Regions from separate parts of the Mus musculus genome. Here all the other regions are linked to region 3. The links are chromatin contacts, called in public Hi-C and promoter capture Hi-C maps. All regions are on one chromosome and are shown on one strand. The core of a region is the stretch at or near the end of the contact, and the rest is flanking DNA. Distances in the headings are between cores, read along the strand shown. Region 1 holds the start of Yme1l1 (YME1-like 1 (S. cerevisiae)). Region 2 holds the start of Enkur (enkurin, TRPC channel interacting protein). Region 3 holds the start of Arl5b (ADP-ribosylation factor-like 5B). Region 4 holds the start of Acbd5 (acyl-Coenzyme A binding domain containing 5).

Region 1 (2,700 bases), core at 131-2,630, 8.1 Mb after region 3:
CCGGTGATACTTTAAATAAATAATACTACAATTAAAAACTTTCACAATATAAATTGTGTCACAGAAAATTCGAATATAATGCAGCTTCCTTTTGGTAAGAGTGAGATTTGAACTGTCTACAAACCAATCTTGTTTGTGATAGCAAGATTTCGGCTATTATGTATGTCAAACAAGGAAAACATAACCAACAAGTACTTAAGGCCGTTTTGATTTGAAACATGACTCAGGAGTCATGGGTGTGGCTTCAAGCCTCTGCCTTCAGTCGCAGTTTTCTCATTTGTTAACAATGGCCAGGGCACAGTTGGGTAAGTTTTGCTATTTTCACTGGGTTAATGATTCTCAGTATACAGAGAAGGGCAGGGCAAGGGAAAGGACAGACACCTGCTCACTGCAGTCTGCCTAAACGCCCACAGTCAACAAGCAGGACTGTGCAGGCTTCTGTAAGCCGGGCATTCCAGGCTAGTGGTACAGCAGCTCCAGAGTTTGTTCAACAACTCAAAAGGGAGGTCCGCGAGGGAGGACCATTTAAGACCTTCTCGCTTCTGACTGCCTACCTTCACTGCGTACAACTTGCCGCCTTTCTGTCCCAGGTACACTTTCCCGAATGCACCACGGCTAATGGGCTTCACTATGGTGAACTCCTCAATGGAGGGTGGTCTTGGTACCGGGATCCTACTCACGCACTCCTCTATCGCCGCACCTCCTTCATTCTCCTCACTTGCCGAGGCGGACTCCATTGCTGCACAGCTCGCCCTGCAGCAGCAACTCCCGCCAGCTAGATTCAAAAGGTTTCGCCTACGCCGGACGCCTCCCGTGACGTCACCGCGCGTCTGCGCTCTGCCGGCTCCCTGTAAGCAGGCATCGACGGGTGGGGGCCGGCGGCACTGCTGGGCGCAGTCTGCGGAGCGCTAGGCGGAGCCGGCGGCGCTGCCGGAAGGGGCGCTGGGCGGGGCTCAGCCGCGGATACACGGGCTGTTTTTGTGACGAGGCAGTGCATTCTGGCCAATGAGCAAGGGACTAAGACTTTATGTAGTCTGGTGGGGTCCTTCCGAGTCTCAGTCAAGATCTGCAGTTCTCCCTCCCTCCGCATGAGCTAGAAGCCAGGCCGACTGTTAAGTAAAGCAATGGCTAGGGATGATGTGTGGAAGCTAGCGAAGCCACAGAATGTGGAGAGCCTGGGTGAGCGTTAAGTGCGTTTGACCGCGTACTGAATTCAGAAACAGAGTAGGAGCGACTAGAAGAACATCCAATTTATTGTGGAGGTGGTGATAGGAACCTCGAAAAACCACCCCAAAGTGACAGAGTCCCCGGAAGAGGCGGAGCGCTGACGGGCGGGGGCGGGGTGAACGCGGAGGCTTGCTCCGGAAGCACTGTACCTATGGTCTTCCGGGGCAGATGTCGTCGTAGCAGCTGTCGGGAGGGGAAGCCATTTTTTCGTTTCTGGGAGGAGTAAGGGAGAAACTGGGAGAAAAGCAAAGAGAAATAAAGAGAAAATAAAAGGGCTCAGCCCCTTTCCTCGGAGCTGAAGCTAAGAAGCAGTTTCGGCTGGCCGGTAAGATCTCGAGGGCCCGGAGATGTTCTCCCTGTCGAGCACTGTGCAGCCTCAGGTGAGCCCAGCATTCAGGCGTTTTCCTGCGTCCCTTTTGCGACTTTTCCCCGGATGCTGTAGTAGAATCGGTGTTTCTGAAGCAAAATTAGTGAGGGAAGCGACGAACCCTGTTTGAGTCGCAGGCTGAAAAGGAGATCAGGGGACAGTGCTGAGACTATGACCTGACACTAACCGTGGTGAACATCACATAGCGTATCCACTGGCTTGCACAGAATTTCTGTTGACAATTCAGGGACTGTTTAGGGTTGGACAGTCTGAGATGGGGATTTGTGAAATCTGCGAGAAAGGTAAAGAAGACAGTGTTCTTTCCATCCATCTATTTCTGATTACCCTTTTTTCCTTTCAAGCCGAATTTAGTTCAAACATACTCTAATAATTCGAATAGCATCACAATTTCTTTCTTTCTGGGTAGAATTAACTTGTGCACATTTTTGAATCATTAGATTCTTGCAATTAAATTTTAAACATTTTTTAAAAAATCAGGACCCAAATTATGTTAATTTTTCCTTGTTTCATTAAAATTTGTTTTCTTTTTGGGGGGGAAGGTGTTAACAATGTTTAATTAATTAATTAATTATATTTTATTTTTTGAGGCGAGGTTTCATTGTCTATCTTTGCTGTCCTAGTCCTTATTATGTCCAGGCTGGCCTCCTAAGTGTTGGGATCATGGCTCCCACCACCATCACACCAGATGCACCATCAACTTGTCTTGAGGATTATTCCTTGGGAGGCAGGCAGAGAATCTAGAGATGTTACATAGTGAGACTTGTCTCAAAAGACTGCCCCCCCAAATGTTCGTTACATCTTACTACCTGCCTCTTTTTGTGTTCCTATGGAATTGGTAGACTAATGGAGAAAGGAATTGCTTAGCTGCTACTTAGGCAGCAAGCGAACCAAGCAAATGTAGATTTCTCCTAGTCACTGGAAATAAAGATGAACAATAAACGGATATTTCGCCGGGCGTGGTGGCGCACGCCTTTAATTCCAGCACTTGGGAGGCAGAGGCAGGCGGATCTCTGAGTTCAAGGCCAGCTTGGTCTACAAAGTAAGTTCCAGGACAGTCAGGGCTACACAGAGAAACCCTGTCTCGA
Region 2 (2,700 bases), core at 36-2,535, 6.2 Mb after region 3:
ATTACATTTGGAAGGAACCTCCGAATGTCTACTTCACTTATTTTCAAATCAGAAAACAAGTGCAAATTGATTGTAGACCTCCACAATAATAATAACTGGTAACTCTTGATTTTTTTTTTTCTTGGTTGTTTGGTTTTAGAGACAGGGTCTGTCTTTGTAGCCCATGCTAGCCTTGAACTCAGATTCTCCCCATCAGCATCCTGGGTGCCGCAACAGGCATGCGCACCTGAGTGCTGGTTCTTTTAAAGTGGCTGTGACTTTCTTAAGTCAAAAGACAAAGGTAAATAACAGAAATCACCAACTCCTAGGAGGCATGGGACTGCCCTCTTCTCTCAGACTTCAATACAGTTTACAAAATACCTATATGGCCAAGTATCTGGGACATTTATTTTGAAGTTTCCTTTTTCAGATTTGGAGATTTTCAGAAATATAACAAACACATAAGAATTTCCTTCAGTTATATATTTTGGAATTTCCATCCATCCAACTGTACCCCTTTCATTAAACCACAAGATCTGTAAAAATCCTAGACATACTCTCTAGTCCATCATTTTTGTTAAACCAATTGAAATACTGAGGCCTAGAAACAAATGAGAATTCAATTTAGACACAAATTACGGGAGGCAAAAGAGTGCCTAAGTCAAATACAACATTGAGTTCCTAAATTAAACATCAGATTTCCTAAAACGGACGGATAAAACAGATTTTTCCCCCTCTTTTCAACGACATGGAATTTCACATTATACACAGCACCTAAAACCAAATTAATAATTGCATATTAGTGGGGGGCTATGATCATAAAATGGACGTCTGACAACACTAGCTCACTTTTTTTTTTTCTCTGTGAAATATGAAACGCTATTTAGATTTGTCCACCTGGTCTTAAGAAGTTGCGACCCAAGATTAAATGTAAAAGTCAGCCCCGTAAGTCTTTAAAAGAGGTCAACGATCTTCCTCTGGGCTGAAGTCATCGCTTTTGCTTACCCACATACCTAGGATGCTGGGGCGGCTCCTTCAAGTCACTGGGTATGAGGTTATAAATACTCTCGGAAGTGCAGGGTGAGTCCATGGCCACCAAGGAATTCCTTAACAAGTACTCAGCTTTTTGGCTCACTTTCCCACTGTCTCAACTCCTTCTCTCACCGCCTTTTTCTTTTCTTACTTTCTTATCAAAGAACTAAAATTTCTCTTTCGTGTAATTTCCCTTTGACCCTTTCGTAACAGTCCCTTTTTCAGGAAGAAAATAATTCTGCTCCGAGTCTGTTTAGCGTTGTTGACCACGTGGTTGCTAAGGAAACAGTTGCTAGGAGACGGGGCAACCTGGCTTTTATCTGATTCCTTTTTTGTAACCTCTTCTGTCTGAGAAAAACGTAAGGAAAAAGACGTTCCTGCGTCTTTGGAAAAGACGACATGAAAACATTGTCCCCCCCCCCCGCACCCAAACATTTTGTGGTTTTCCTCGGTACATCTGGAAAGAAAAATTCTACAATAGGGAGCAGGACAGACACGCACGCGTCACATAATAGTTTCCAACATTCAGGCCGCGCCCCTGCGGAGGTGGAGCGATCGACGGGGAAGGGGAGGAGCCTCGGGGTAATGGGCGGGGCGTCTGGGTTACGTGGTTGGCCTAGTGGCGCAGCGCGCAGTCAGCGCAGGCGCAGAAGCAGCAGCTTGGGGCGGGCTTGCCGGCTGAGGTTGCCAGGCGGTGCCGAAGGCGCTTCCCTTTCTCCCTTTCTCTCTTTCCTCTTCTTTGGGTGGTTTTCTTGGTGAGTTAATGGAGGAGGAATGGAAAGCCAGCGAGAGTTGTTACCCTAGCATCCCCCCTTCCGTCGTGCCCCATCAGGCCTCTCTTTGCCATCCACCTGTCGCACCGGACCCTGCGGCGGGCCCTGCGGTGCTCTGTCTCCACGGTGCGTGCGCGAGCGCTACCCGGCGCCAGGAGGACCAGCCTTTGGAAGAGGGCCTCGAATTTTGCCCAGGTTTCAGCCCTTGACTCCCTTTTTGACATGTTTTTGTTTTTTTCCTCTCCGAGAAGTGCTTATATTTCGTTTGAGCTGTTTGATCTCCCGTTCATGCATATGCACTTGTGATTGCACTCTCATTTGAAAGCCTTCACCCAGTCACATCCTTTGGCCCTGGGATTTGGGAGGAAATTTCGTGGGTCTAAATCCACTTGGCAGTTGCCCTGCCAGGGAAGTCAGGTGCATCAGTTCTTCAATTCTCACTGCCTGGTGGCTGGGTTAAATGGCCTGGTGGCTTAGTGAACTTTTCAGTCCTCACTTGGAAGGCCTCGCTCAATGCAAGTCGTGATTGGAGGCTTCTGCTAAATTTTATTCGATAAGAATAAAGAAACAATTTAGTTTCCCGTTTTTCGGTTTGATAGAATTTATCTATTTTTTTTCTGGGCAGCCCACGGTTCAGATGAATAATCTTTTGGGGTGGGGTGATGTGTTTCCTTATTTCACAGCAGATTGGGTTTCTTTAAAAACATTCCATAGATTAAGGGGTGGATAGGGAGCACCAATTTTTGCTTTTGAAAAAAAATGATTTCTCTGCTGCTTTTTACTTAACATGTAAAGAGAAAAACTTCCTTGTTGGATATATGCTCCTGTGCATGTTAACTGTTGAATCGTGAATTCATAGAATGTAAACAGTATTAACCAACTTGATAGCCATTAGCCAAGGCATATACCTTCCTGA
Region 3 (2,822 bases), core at 77-2,576:
ATATATAGTCAATACACATGTACAGTATAAACAAGTTCCATTTTTTCCTAACATCAGTACATGCATCAGCATTTATTAGTTTAGGCAATATTCAACTGTATTTGTGAGCATCTATCATTTGTTTCAGTCAGAGTAAGTTTCTTTTCCTTCAGGTTAGCAAAACTTTCAAATTTCTAAATTCTAACCTGAAAAGGGCGTTAGAGAATCTTAAGTCGGCTTTTTAATAATGAGGCCAAAAGTAGAAATGATAAGTTTGCGCAACCACAAACTCATTCAAATTTGTAGTCCAACGGATGATCATTAAAGCTATGTTTGAACAGGATCAGTACAACTTTTCCTCTGTAGGAGAGGCTGGAGCTATGGTTTAGTATCAAGAAGTTGTTGTGATCTTGTACCCGAGTTTTCAAGTCTTCACTGTCCTTTGAAGTGTAGCACTAGCAGGGCATCTTTTTTTTGTTTGTTTTGTTTTTCGAGACAGGGTTTCTCTGTGTAGCCCTGGCTGTCCTGGAACTCACTCTGTAGAACAGGCTGGCCTTGAATTCAAGAAATCCGCGTGCTTCTGCCTCCCGAGTGCTGGGATTAAAGGTGTGCGCCACCACGCCCGGCCACTAGCAGGGCATCTTAAGCTATACTCATTTGTTTTATTTGGAATAGGTCATGGGACAGTTTACCTTGTTACAAGGTCAGGCTGGCAGGCTTCTTCTCTGGTTATGTGGGGCCCGCCAGGTGGCCTCAAGGACTAGTCTGGCCTATGAAGTTTCCAGTTTCAACTGGTAAGGATTTTGAGATTAACTACCACACCTAACGCTTGGCCAAACTGATGGCACTTTGATTTTAGAAACTTAACTGGACCCTGGCTACAGGCATTCCAGCACGCACGTCCCTATCAATTCCATTCAGAATTAAGAATCACGCTAGAATCCCAACACTGGGACAGGAACGGAAACCCACTCCTCCGCTTCAGTCAGAGGACCGCGCCAGCTGAGGTTCCTCAGGCGGTCAGCAGCGAGGGACGCGGTGGCCAGGCCTCGGGGATGACCGCTGCTCTGGACCTCAGTCCGCGTTTCTTCAGAGTGGCAGGAGAGGGAGCGCGCGCCGAGGAAATCCCCAGATCGGCCACACCCCGCCTCCGCAGACGCCAAGCCCGCCCACCATCCGCACACCGGAAGTGTACAGGGAGGACCCGCCACGTCCCAGGCGCCCGCTGACGTCAGCGCGCCGACGTCACGTGCCGACCTTCCGGCGATGGGTGGTCCCGGGCGTAGGTGGGGAGGCGGGGCGGGGGCGGGGCTCGTGGCCAGCCCAGGCTGTGCAGGGTAGGTGGGCGCAGACCGAGCGACTACGGGTCGGGGCTGGGCTCAGCGCGCTGCGAACAAAGGAGTCTGCGGCGGTTCCCGGCTCCGCGGAGGACCAAAGCTTCGCTGGACTCTTGAGGCTCCGCGGCTCCGGATCGGCTTCCCCTCGGTTCCACCGCGGGCGCCGCGGCACCTGCCGCCGAGTGCTGCCCAGGAAGTCTGTCCCGTCCGGGGCTCATGATGGGGCTGATCTTCGCTAAACTGTGGAGCCTTTTTTGTAACCAAGGTGAGGCCGGCGGGAGGGTGGACGCGGCGCTGGCAAGTCCAGATTGAGATCTGGATAGGGTTCGGGGTAGAACTCGGATCTGGGGACCCGGAGCCCGGGCAGGGGACGCACCCGATGGCCAGGAATCCCACGCGTGTGCAGCTTTTAGCCAACCAAGGTGAAAACATATTCCTGCAATCTGTTTGCGGGCCTTTCCGGTCTCAGCGAACCATCTTTTAGGTCTGATTAGCCCCAAGAAAGTGTCTCCCCGAGAACCCAAAACTTTCCGTTTGTTTAACACGAAACAGGAGTTTTGCACTGTTTACCTTCCTCTTGTCTATGCCAATGCACCTTCACGTTGTCTGACTTGGCTCTGATTTCTGTTCGTCAAGACTTAGAATGAGTGAGTATTCAGGTGCACGGGTTTCTGAAATTTTTACACATACACACAGCTTCCCCTCCTCCCCGTAGGCGTGAAAAAAAAAATCTAAATGCTCTCGGTTATGTGTAAGATGTTACGTGGCCGTAATTATTCTAGAACAGGTCATGAATTACCTAGAAGTTGTAAAACCTGTTCCGAGGCAGAATAAGCAATGCTGTCTTGAGAAGAGTCACTACTAGACAGAAAGGGGTCCAATGATAAAGTCTTCGTCTTTCTTGTAACAGAATGGTTTCTGAGTATTAAGACCAAATTTTGTTCCCATTTGTTTCATTTTGTAGGGCATGATTTATAAACTACTTTTGTTTTTATGAAGGTACCAAGTCTTTGCCATTATTAAGGTCCTTTGTTTTGTGGATTTAAACCGTGAAATCATTTTGAATGGCATTAATTCACTTGTTCTGAACGCTGATTTTTAAAAAGCCCCTTTCAAGCTTATGAATACATGCAAGCACACTGGCACATGTGTGTGTATGCAAGTACCACAGATAAATACTCCCTTTTAAGTGACTTTGGAGTGTCCAAACTGAAGCTCCCGGCGATGTTTCTCAGTAATGTCATGCACTATTTTTCAGCAACTTAACATTTTCTAATGATTGTAAAAGTACTATGTCAAGAACAATTTCAACATATAATTAAATATATATTGATTACACAATTAAATTTGTGTAAATAAAAATGAATTACGCAATATTACCTTTTATCAACCCCCCCCCCCCCACACACACACCTTAGCAATAAAAATGATCAGAGTGTTGGTTCTCCCTTTATAGTAGGTTATTGCTGCTATCCCTGTTCATTAGAGGATTCCGTATTCAGACTG
Region 4 (2,700 bases), core at 200-2,699, 8.0 Mb after region 3:
ATGTTGAGAAGGTTAGAAAACTTGTGTTTCCCTTTTACATGATTAGGACAAGTCACATATTCATAGCAGGTTTTATGATTTGACTGACACTCGCTTGCTAAATCATTAAATTTTAGGACCTTGGGCAAGTCAACTATCATTTCCTCATCTATCAACACCTTACAGTGCTTTTGAAACAGATCATACGTTTGCCAAACATCACACATATGAAGGCGGTGAAGTACTAGGGAGCGGTTCTCTAGTGAAGCCTGCGTTCCTCCAGTGCCTTTGGTCTTTTTGATTAAACGATCAGTGAGTCCGGAACTGTTTCTGGGGTACTTTTGAATACAGGCCGCATGAGCCCTGAAAGAACTCTTCAGACGACACTGTTCTCAATACCCAGATAAACAAGCTATGTCAGAGGATTCCTTTCTGCTCGAAGCTTAAGAAGTACTTCGGAGACGCCCCAAACGCAATCCGGAAGAAAGGAACTTCCGCCACACACAGGAAGGGTGGGCTACAAGGAAAAACCGAACCGGAACCGGAGGGGGACTACGCCAGCCTACAGAGGAAGGTGTCCGGAAGCGCCGGGGGACTACAGTTCCCATAAGCCCGCGGGGGCAAGGTGCGGGGCAGGCGTCGAGACAAAACGGACAGGCCTTGCCAGTCATTTGGCTATATCAAGGTAAATGCCGACATCGCGGCTCCAAGGGAAGAGTGACTTATAGTTCGCAACTAGATTTTTACGAGTAATCTTCCCAACCCATCCTAAACCGACAAAACTGACGTTCCCAGCGGGGCGTCCTTGAGATTTCCAGGCCACGGCACTCTACGCCTGCGGGGAGCTTCCTAAGTGCCTACAACGCGGGCATTACGTTGTTCACCGACCATCTCCATCCCTAGCCTCCGGCGGAGCTGGACGTGGCTGTGCCTGTCTCCTGGGCCTGGAGAGTGGGTAGTGGAGGTGTTGCGCAGCAGGCCGCCACCGCTCACCTTTGCTCTCTCCGCGGCCACCCTTGGGGCCAGACGGTGAAAGCTGTCCCAGACTTGGGGGCCAGGGCTAAGCCCTTCCATCCTTGCCCTTAATCCTCCCTTTCTCCCCTTTAGCGTGTTGTATATCCACAGAAGAGGTCAAGTGCCTTCTCCTAGGTCACAGAGAGTAAATGTCAAAAGAAGTTTTGAAGCCACTTTTATGATTCACTCCCTTCTCCGGTTTAACCCCGAGGCTAGGCATTGAGGACCACCGACTCTTGTGTTTTTCTTTTCTTTAAACACTAGCGGTATCCAGGGGCCACCTTTAGGACCTGGCATAGAATCCTAGCGCGTCACCAGGCTTGCTGTCCTCAGCCCGAACATAAACAAGCACCGGGTTCTCCACAGACCAACCCCAGCCGGAGCGCCTTGCAGCCTCTTTTCCCCTCCTCTGAGAACGCGCAGCCCGTGCACGTCACCGCGGCGGAGCGGGTGGGTGGGGTTTGCTGCACGGCGGCCGCGGCGGCGGAGGCTAGTGGGTCCTCCGGTGACTCTGGGGCGGGGCTGTGGGGCGGCTGCCCACCGACGGCAGAACTTCTCAGGAATGGGGGGTGTGATTGGTTGGCCGGCATCTTCCGGGTGGGAGAAAGGGTCCGCTATCACGGGCGGCTCAACCTCCAAGGCCTGCTGCTAGAGATGCTCTTCCTCGCGGTGAGTTGTTTGGCTGTTTTTGTTGGCTGGGATGTACTCTTAGACACGCCCCACGAAGGAGGAAGGAACCGGGCCACCTGAGTTGATGTGGCCTTGATTGGGCAGGCAAAGGGGAATTGACCAGCTATGCTCCTGTCATTAATCCGCTGCTGCGCTCGGTGTTCAGTTTCATGCAGGCTCTTGGGGAAGCTGGTGCTGCTGCTGCTGTGTGATTACCGCGGACAGACCTTGGGACCGAGGCCGGCGCTGGCAGCTGGAGATGGCGGACACACCGTCAGTGTATGAAACCAGATTTGAGGCGGCCGTGAAGGTGATCCAGAGTTTGCCGAAAAATGGTATGTGCAGTGGGCTCTAGGTAAAAGACCTTTTCCAGCTGCTTCTAGTCTACCTTATTTAGCGCCCCCTCTCGCTCTGTCATTAAAAGAAATGTAATTGAAAGAAATGTAATTGAAAGAATGGTATTGAATGCTAATTAATTACCGCTGATTTTTGAGGCCAAAGGCGACGTATTATCTAGGTTTTAAGTAGTTTATATTCTTGAGAACAAGTCTTATCACTTAATGACTGTGGATTTGGGAAAGTTAAAAAACAAAAACAAAAACTGGGGAGGGATGTCTGGTGCTACCTAACTCAAAAGTGTAATCCGAACCTTCAGAAACTTTGATATGAAGCGGAAAGGAAAGGACAACTATATTCTCGTGTAAAATGATTATTTTGACTATGATGTGTCAGGTACGGTTTTCTTTGTGTGTATCCTGGCAACAGCTTGTAAAACTTTTTATAATTTTGTCTGACCAGTGTTAAGGATTTTTTTTTCCATCACTAAATTTTTTTTTCAGTGTTCTAAATAGAGAAGCTTGGGAAGAGAGACTTTTACTTTGAAATTTTATATCCATTTGCATTGTGATTTACTTTTCATAATAAATTAGATTAAAATTATCTTAAGCATTTTTATTGTGTGTGCTAGATTTGTAGGCCAAGTCAAACATAACATTACTATATTTGTATAGTATTTAATGTCTTCCCACTTTTCTTTTC

Evidence for each region. Promoter capture Hi-C pulls out the DNA fragments that hold promoters and counts their contacts. A called contact is a pair of places that touch in the nucleus more often than the background predicts.
Region 1: a contact with region 3 is called in a promoter capture Hi-C map of pre-B cells, with 3 times the contacts expected there. The contact joins the promoter of Yme1l1 here to the promoter of Arl5b in region 3. A contact is called at or near these places in 1 of 39 promoter capture datasets (pre-B cells), 3 of 484 Hi-C or Micro-C datasets (CD4 T cells, CD8 T cells and muscle stem cells) and 1 of 9 other capture datasets (liver).
Region 2: a Hi-C map of CD8 T cells shows a contact between it and region 3, with 7 times the contacts expected there. The contact joins the promoter of Enkur here to the promoter of Arl5b in region 3. A contact is called at or near these places in 2 of 484 Hi-C or Micro-C datasets (CD4 T cells and CD8 T cells) and 1 of 9 other capture datasets (liver).
Region 4: a promoter capture Hi-C map of pre-B cells shows a contact between it and region 3, with 9 times the contacts expected there. The contact joins the promoter of Acbd5 here to the promoter of Arl5b in region 3. A contact is called at or near these places in 2 of 39 promoter capture datasets (cranial neural crest and pre-B cells).

What each region holds. Positions count from the first base shown.
Region 1 is chr2:23,155,125-23,157,824 of GRCm38.p6, forward strand. It overlaps Yme1l1 (YME1-like 1 (S. cerevisiae)), which reads left to right and starts at 1,381. Exons shown (of 19, transcript NM_013771.5): 1 at 1,381-1,607. The coding sequence starts at 1,575. It overlaps Mastl (microtubule associated serine/threonine kinase-like), which reads right to left and starts at 900. Exons shown (of 12, transcript NM_025979.4): 1 at 555-900. The coding sequence starts at 737.
Region 2 is chr2:21,204,080-21,206,779 of GRCm38.p6, forward strand. It overlaps Enkur (enkurin, TRPC channel interacting protein), which reads right to left and starts at 1,286. Exons shown (of 5, transcript NM_027728.2): 1 at 993-1,286. The coding sequence starts at 1,069. It overlaps Thnsl1 (threonine synthase-like 1 (bacterial)), which reads left to right and starts at 1,645. Exons shown (of 3, transcript NM_177588.2): 1 at 1,645-1,766.
Region 3 is chr2:15,053,994-15,056,815 of GRCm38.p6, forward strand. It overlaps Arl5b (ADP-ribosylation factor-like 5B), which reads left to right and starts at 1,327. Exons shown (of 6, transcript NM_029466.5): 1 at 1,327-1,581. The coding sequence starts at 1,536. It also overlaps a transcript of Nsun6 not described here.
Region 4 is chr2:23,067,623-23,070,322 of GRCm38.p6, forward strand. Acbd5 (acyl-Coenzyme A binding domain containing 5) reads left to right here and starts at 1,450. Exons shown (of 14, transcript NM_001355637.1): 1 at 1,450-1,662; 2 at 1,829-1,997. The coding sequence starts at 1,648.